Linked DNA regions of Anas platyrhynchos: region 1 is linked to region 2. The links are chromatin contacts, called in public Hi-C maps. All regions are on one chromosome and are shown on one strand. Each heading gives the region's core, a stretch centred on a gene start, on an enhancer-like site or on the middle of the called end of the contact. The rest is flanking DNA. Distances are from core to core; before and after follow the strand shown.

Region 1 (3,714 bases), core at 105-2,604, 190 kb after region 2:
ACACGGCAAACAACTGCAGTACCATCCTCTGGCTTGCTCAAAAGTCCTCTTTTCGAGGCAGGGAGAGATTTCCTCCACTTGCCCTCAGGATTACAGTCAGCAGAACGAAGACTGCATTTAGCCAAGTATTCCTGCCAACTCCAACACAGACCAAAGTAAGCAAATAAAAAAGCCCAAGAGTAACAATCATCACTCTGTCAATACTGTTGTTGTTATACAGGAATCTGAGTCACACTAAGAGGCCTCTCAAGGAAGGGAGCAGTGGAGATACAAGAAATTCAAGACGGAGCAGGGAAATTCTGATTAAAGAAGCATCACAGCGGAGATGAGGTGGCAGATAAGACCACAAGAATATGGCATCATAACCTTATTGACAGCGTCATGGGGGAAAACAGAACTGAAAAAGTGAGAAACGATGGTAAACCACTGCCTGTAAGAAAAGACAGACTAAAAGGTCTTAAACCAAAGCAATACTTAAGATGAAAACTTAAAGAGAGTAATAAAATAAGGAGGGCGGAAACCAGAAGATGTAATCTAGGTCTGAGTCAATTAAAAAGACAGCACAGCCTGGTTCTTACTGGGGTCAAAAAACAGGGGGGAGAGGAGAGAAAAAGATGTTCTTCCAGGGTGAGGGGGTTAAACCAGGGCTGAGGCAAAGTGAAGGCAGTGGGAGGTGAGGGGTGCAGACCCCACCAGAGCAGGCCCTGCAGGAGCAGCTCCAGACCTCAGGCTCAGGAAGCCCAAAACCACCAAGCCGAGCACTGCAGTGCCTCACTGGGGCAAATCATCCCCTTCCTCTCCCCGCTCAGGGCCACACTGGGTGTCTTTACACAGAGCTGCTGTGGGGCTCAAAGCGGTGCCCAGAAAGGAACTTCAGATGTGGAAAACGTGATGTGACAGCGGGAATGAGGCAAAAAGGAGACTGGTAAAGGCCGAAAGCTGGAGGCAATGAACGCGGGGTGTTACGAAGTAGTATCGAGGCAAGTGGGAGCACCACTGAAACCAAGAGGAGGAGGAGGCAACGTGAAGTTGGAGGCACGGAGAATTTCCAACCTCCGCCCTGTCAGCAGCGCGGGGGAACTGAAAGAGAAGAGCCTGAGGAGCCCCGGGTGGCTGCGGGCTCGGAGCCACACGTCAGGTCAGAGAGGAATTCGCGTCGAGAGAGCAAAACGACAAGAAGACAGCTTCTACGAGAAGCAGAGGAACTTTTATTGTTATGTTTATTTATTTTTAGAGGAACCGAGGCGATAGGAGACCACTCGAAGGAGGGGGCCCTGGGCCCCTCCCCCTTGAGCCACGGTTCGTGAGGCGACGCGCACGTCAGGGCGGAAGTGACGCGCGGGCCGTGACGCCGGCGCGAGGCGAGGCCACAGAAGGGGGGCAGGCGGCGGCGGCCGGAAGCGAGCGGCGCGGGGCGGGCGCTGAGGGGAGCGGAGAGGCGGCGGCGGCGGCCTCGGCTCCGGCCCCGGCCATGGATTTCCACAACATCCTCGTCATGGCCTCGGAGCAGCAGGGCCTCAACGCCGTGCCGGTGAGCGCGCGGACGGGGCCGCCGGGGCCTTCCCTTCCCTCCCCTCCCCTCCCCTCCCCTCCCCGTCCCCTTCCCTCTGGGGGCACCGGGCGCGGGGCCGCTGACAGGCGGCGAAGGCCCCGCGGGGGGTGGCAGCCGGGGCCGGTCCCGGGGCCGTGCTTGGGGGGGGCGGCCCGCAGCGGCTGCTGGTTTCGCTGTGGGGCGGGTGTGGGGTGGGCCGGTAACGGGAGGCACCGAGGCCGCGGATGAGCCGCGTGCCGCCTGGAGGAAGGGCCGGGGGCCTCCTGCTGCGCTGGCATCCCGGGGTGCGTTCCTTCGGCAGCACCGAGCTGCGAGCTGTGTGTGCTTAGGTGCTCGACAAATATTGGCTTATGGCAGGCACCAGCCAGGGAAACACTTGGGCTGTGTGTTCTGTACCCAGGCGTCAGGGTTCTGTGCTTCAGCGATGAAAGCGGTGTAAATGAGGGCAGGTAGAGGCGTTTAGCATAAAAGGTGGGGAGGAGGATTAAAAGCGTAGCCTTTATTTCTGACACTGCTGACACGGGCACCCCAGGATCGAGGTTTGTCTTAGACTCTGTGTCACTACTTAAACTTTGTTAATGTTCGCCGGTGTTGTGACCAGTCACTCGTGTGAACCAACCACATGGTAGGTACACAGAATTCATCAGATCCTGCTGTGTTTTTACAGCTTATAAAATATATTTTGTATACATAATATGTATACATTTATATGTACTTCATATACATTTACAAATGTATACATTTGTAACATATCTTTTGTATTTAGTCTGATCGAGTTTGTCTCTGAATCTACATAGAGATGTTATTTGTAGCATAAATAGGAAAATAGCAGCTACGTAAACATGGTAAGGTATTTAAATGCCTGGTTTATTACTTTTAAAACTTTGTTTCACAAAGCTGGTTTTGGGTGGTTGTAGTAAAATTTCAACCTCTTCAGTTTTCTCTTGCAGTTCTTAGGTGCTGCACCACTCTTCCCTGTCACAGAGTTATGAATTACGATGATGAATTGATGAAACATCTGCCATGCTCCCTATCCCAGATATTGTGCTGGGGAGGCAGTCCTACCCGTTGTGCAATGGGTGAGGAGGGTTTTGTTGCTGCTTTTAGAAAAGGCAGGATTAGGATTTACTTGATTAACTCATGCAGAGGGAGTGCAATTATATGCATAGCTGAAGCAGGGTTGGTTTCTTGCCTCTCTTGCATGTTAGTGGTGCAGCTTTTAACTATCAGATGACCTTGGTCTCCGAGAAAAGTGGAGCTGTGCTTGGCACTATTATCTGCAGCTGCTGGGCTTCAAAAAAAGGCCTGTGGAGGTTTTCTGATCTGTCGACATCTAAGTCACTCCACTAGAGTAAAACTAATGCATAGAATTCATTCCTATAAGAAGCACGTAAGTAACCATACATATTTTTTGATTGAAATACTTTACAGACAAATTATACAATTCACTGCTATGTAATATTGATGGGTTTCCAGAAATGTTGATTTCTGCATTAATCAGCATATCCCTTGAATTTCCATTTGAGGAGTTTAAAAGAATCAGTGCACTGAATTAAGTATTCCATGCTTACTGTAATGAAAAAGAGTAACACAAGTTATGTATAAGTTGACTTTTTCTGTCGTTTATAAGAAATAATATGGTCCTGTATCATAAAAGAGGGACAATATTGCATCATGTCGTTGTAAAAACAGCTCTGCTTGTTCATCTCCCAGTGGAAATAGGTTAGAAAGGAACACTGCTGAAATGAACCTTCCAGGGCCCTATTAATTGCATCAGGTTGGGTTTCTAAATAGAGAAATAACTAAACTAGTGTATTAATGACGTGTCACTAGTAATCTTCAAATCAGTAGCTGAAAAATGTCTCTTTTTCTCATGTAGCATTCGGGGGGGAGGGGGGGGAAGGGGAGGAGCTTCAGTATTGTGTGTATCTTGTTGTGTTTATATTTGGCTGTTCATCACACCTGCAGTGTGGACTGGCTTTGGTAAGACATGATACCAGTCATGACTGTTGAACTCAGTTGGATGTAAATCCTGCCTGGGCACCCCCTCTCTTCACAGTGAGATCGGTACATGCTGATATGGGGCATAACTGATGTGGTGAAGCACTTTGAGGTCTTTATGGAAGATACTTCTAAAAGTATGAAATGAAATAACAGTTACA
Region 2 (3,233 bases), core at 110-2,609:
CCCAATTTGGAGATCAGACTGTAATCTACATAATAGATGTCTTTTAGGGATTAAGTAATGTGTCACGGTCAATATGGTGAATGAATTACTCTTTTAGTTCCTTTTTTTACATGGTGCTGCACAAAATTGACTCTTCTGTTCTCATCGTTTCTAATCCTGCCTGCACATCTGCAGTCTTTCAGATTTTCTTGAACAGAGTGGGGTTTGCTTTGCACCTAACTATAAACCCAAATTAAGCACTCCCTCACCCTGCTCTTCTAGGTTTTTCATCTCCTTTTCCTTGAATGAGATTTTGAAACATGGCTTTCAGACATATTTTTGACACACTATTGCACTGTGCCAAAGTCAAATAGCAAGTTCTCTGGTCTCGGCAGATACATGCTCTCTTTCCAAGAGCAGTGTGCCTATTATGAAGCACAAACAACGGCCAGTTATTTCAGTAGAGCTGAGCTTAAGCTGTGTTTTCCTGGAAAAATATATTACCAAACAGTAACAAACACAGCTGTCTGGTTTTTGTTTTGGGTCAGGTGGTAGGAGATCTGAAATCAATTCAATCTCCAAGATTCAAATCCTGAATGAACAGATAATGAGAAAATGTACTGCTCAGGGAATTATAATGTATGTTCACTTTTCACTCCCTCTCTTCTAGTGACAAATTCTACTTCCTATTACACCAGTGTAAATTCACAGCAATAGTATTGATCTCAGTGGGGTTACACTGAAATATATGCTCATACATCAAATTAGGGTCTGGCCCTCTATCCAAAGGTGAAAGGCATGCTGTGAAAGATGCTGATTACTTATTAACAGTGGGTGCCTGCAGTATCACTACCAGCTGAGCTAATCTGTATTTCCAGCACTTTGAGGATCATTTACTAAAAAAGTTTTTAATACATTTTAAGCTGTGAGTTTAGAAAATGGGAATCCTGAAGAAAGCTTTTATTATTATTATTATTATTTTATTTTTATTTTTATTTTTATTTTTATTTTTATTTTTTTAATTTAACTTCACAACTCTGAGAAACTTGTTCAAAATCCGAGTGAAAAGCACTGTCCTGCTCTGTAGCACCCCCAGATGCACTACTGTGGACGGGCTAGTCAACTGTGTGATTTCATGGACACTGGCCTGAGGGTCCCAGCAGCCAGGCCCTGCTGCCCACCTTGCCTTGACCTGCCCCTCTCCCAACCTCAGTTACTGATCTCTCCCTCCAGCTCCCTGTGGCCTTACTTAAACTTCCATCTGGGAAAGTACCACTGTTTGGGGCTGTCTCAAAAATGTCTTGAGTAAGGATTGAACGAAACCTATGTTGAAACAGTTTCCCGCGACTGATGAGTGTACATTTTCTGAGCACAGTCTCTTTGTCTAGGGCTTGACTCCAAGAGTCACAGCCAAAGTCTGGCTATGCTGGCAAAGTCTCTTGCAGATATTTCTTATACCATGACTAAAGGAGTTTTTCTGAAAGCATTGCTACAAAGGAGTACATTCCTCCCCTCCATCCCACACCTCCAGCTAGCAATTATTCTAGCCAAATACTGTAGTACAAACCTGACCTCAATCTATCTACCTCTTCCTGTGGACATAACATAAAAAAAAGTTGCAGCTTTTCCCATTCATGAGAGATCAATTGTGTTCAGAGCAATAAGCAGGGTTCTGATTACAGGGGGCCATACCCCTCAATACCACCAACAGGAGCTGTGTGTGGTGGGACAGTGGTACAGCCAACACTCCGCCACCCTCCCCAGTACAGATGCAGCTGCTCCACAAGGGAATCAAACCTGAAATCTCTAGGGTGTTGTCATAGAGCATCCAAAGAGAGTTATTAATTTAAAAGACTGCATTTATGCTCCAAAAGTTTCACTTCGTTGAGCAAACATCTCCCTGTTCTCCTTTCCCCTCCCACCTTGCCCTGTCTTCATACATTTGGCTCCTTATTCAGTGTGTAAAGTTAACACCTAAGTCTAAGCAAGGGGGCCATTTTTCTTATAGACCATTTCATTTTTCTTTTGTAACAGTCCCTGCCATTTTGCAAAAAAAAGTTCCCAGCTTCAGAGAGAACAGTGCATGCCTGCTGTGGGTGTTATGCGAACGGAAATTATGTGGTTTGGATTTTTACGTGAGAATTCCAGGAGAAGGCAAAATGTTGCAAATAACCTCTATAAATCATTTTAAACAAAGCTCAGGAAATGCCCTAATGATTTAGCCGGCAATATCTAAAAAGAAGTTCACACTGTTCTCTGACTCCTAGTAAGTAAGTGTGTTTGCTTAAGATGTAATTGAAAAAGTACTGTGTTAATGTTTAGATTTTCCATTTTGTATCTCCTGTCCAGACACAGATCATTGCTGGCAGCCCTTAATTTGTACTATGCAGCATTTCATCATCCAAACAACAGTCCCTCTGGGGCTACAAAGTAAATGGCTGAAGGGAGATAGGTACCAACTGGCTGGGGAAGGCTGGAGTGAAAGGCTGGTGACATCTATAGAGCTTCAGAGTTACTGCAGTTTCCCTTGCCCTTCACTTTCCTCAATCATTCAGGCTGGTGAGAAACGACAACCCTTTATTCAGTGTGGGATTCTACACTTCAAACCTTGGTCTGGTTATTTTCTGCCTGTGCTGCCTCACACTTTTATTTACAACACTGCAAAATACCAGATTACTGTTTTTTAAGAAATGTTCTTTGCTGGACAGTAAAGAACCATGATTCTTTACAGTTCTCTTCAGTTCAATTCAGAGCTAAGTATTGGGTGGAAAGAGGATACATTCTCTCCTGTAAAATACCTGTTCCAGTTACACAAGTATGAGGAAACAAAGTCAATATCAAGCACCATATTTGCCATCCGGAGGAAGTAGTTTCAGGACAGCAGCACAAGGATAGTTTGTCTTGTTGCCATCAGCCTTTGACATTCTAGAATGAGCTCTGGAAAGAACATATTTGGAGCCCAGTAATAAAAACTGGGAATTCATGATCATTCCCCTTACCAGTCTTCCACCAAGCTTAGAGGCAGAATAGCAGATGAGCTGTTCTGAGAGCTTATGCAGTTATAAAACTCTCCCTTGCATCATTGGTTTTATAGGAAGAAAACAATTGTCTACAGTCAAATCTACTTACTTGTTTGTCTCTCAGGTAAGTTTTATACCTTCCAATAAAAGCTCATCTGTCTTCACAAATGTGTAAATCTTACTTATTTGGTATATCAAACCAATATCAGGCCATCCCATATTAATTCTGAGACA

Evidence for each region. Hi-C and Micro-C count contacts between places; a contact is called where the count stands out from the background.
Region 1: a Hi-C map of subcutaneous adipose tissue shows a contact between it and region 2, with 2.9 times the contacts expected there. The contact joins the promoter of SPTY2D1 here to the enhancer-like site in region 2. A contact is called at or near these places in 2 of 8 Hi-C or Micro-C datasets (skeletal muscle and subcutaneous adipose tissue).

The regions. Positions count from the first base shown.
Region 1 is chr5:29,604,702-29,608,415 of IASCAAS_PekinDuck_T2T, forward strand. SPTY2D1 (SPT2 chromatin protein domain containing 1) reads left to right here and starts at 1,355. Exons shown (of 6, transcript XM_027459301.3): 1 at 1,355-1,531. The coding sequence starts at 1,472. It overlaps IGSF22 (immunoglobulin superfamily member 22), which reads left to right. Exons shown (of 18, transcript XM_072038564.1): 18 at 1-608.
Region 2 is chr5:29,415,167-29,418,399 of IASCAAS_PekinDuck_T2T, forward strand. No RefSeq gene overlaps it. Among named protein-coding and RNA genes, the nearest start is that of PTPN5, 18 kb to the right of the region's middle. Within about 2 kb of position 1,360, at least 3 of the 8 cell types and tissues checked have an H3K27ac peak or open chromatin away from gene starts, as enhancers often do. A contact at or near this core is called in subcutaneous adipose tissue, where this site is marked.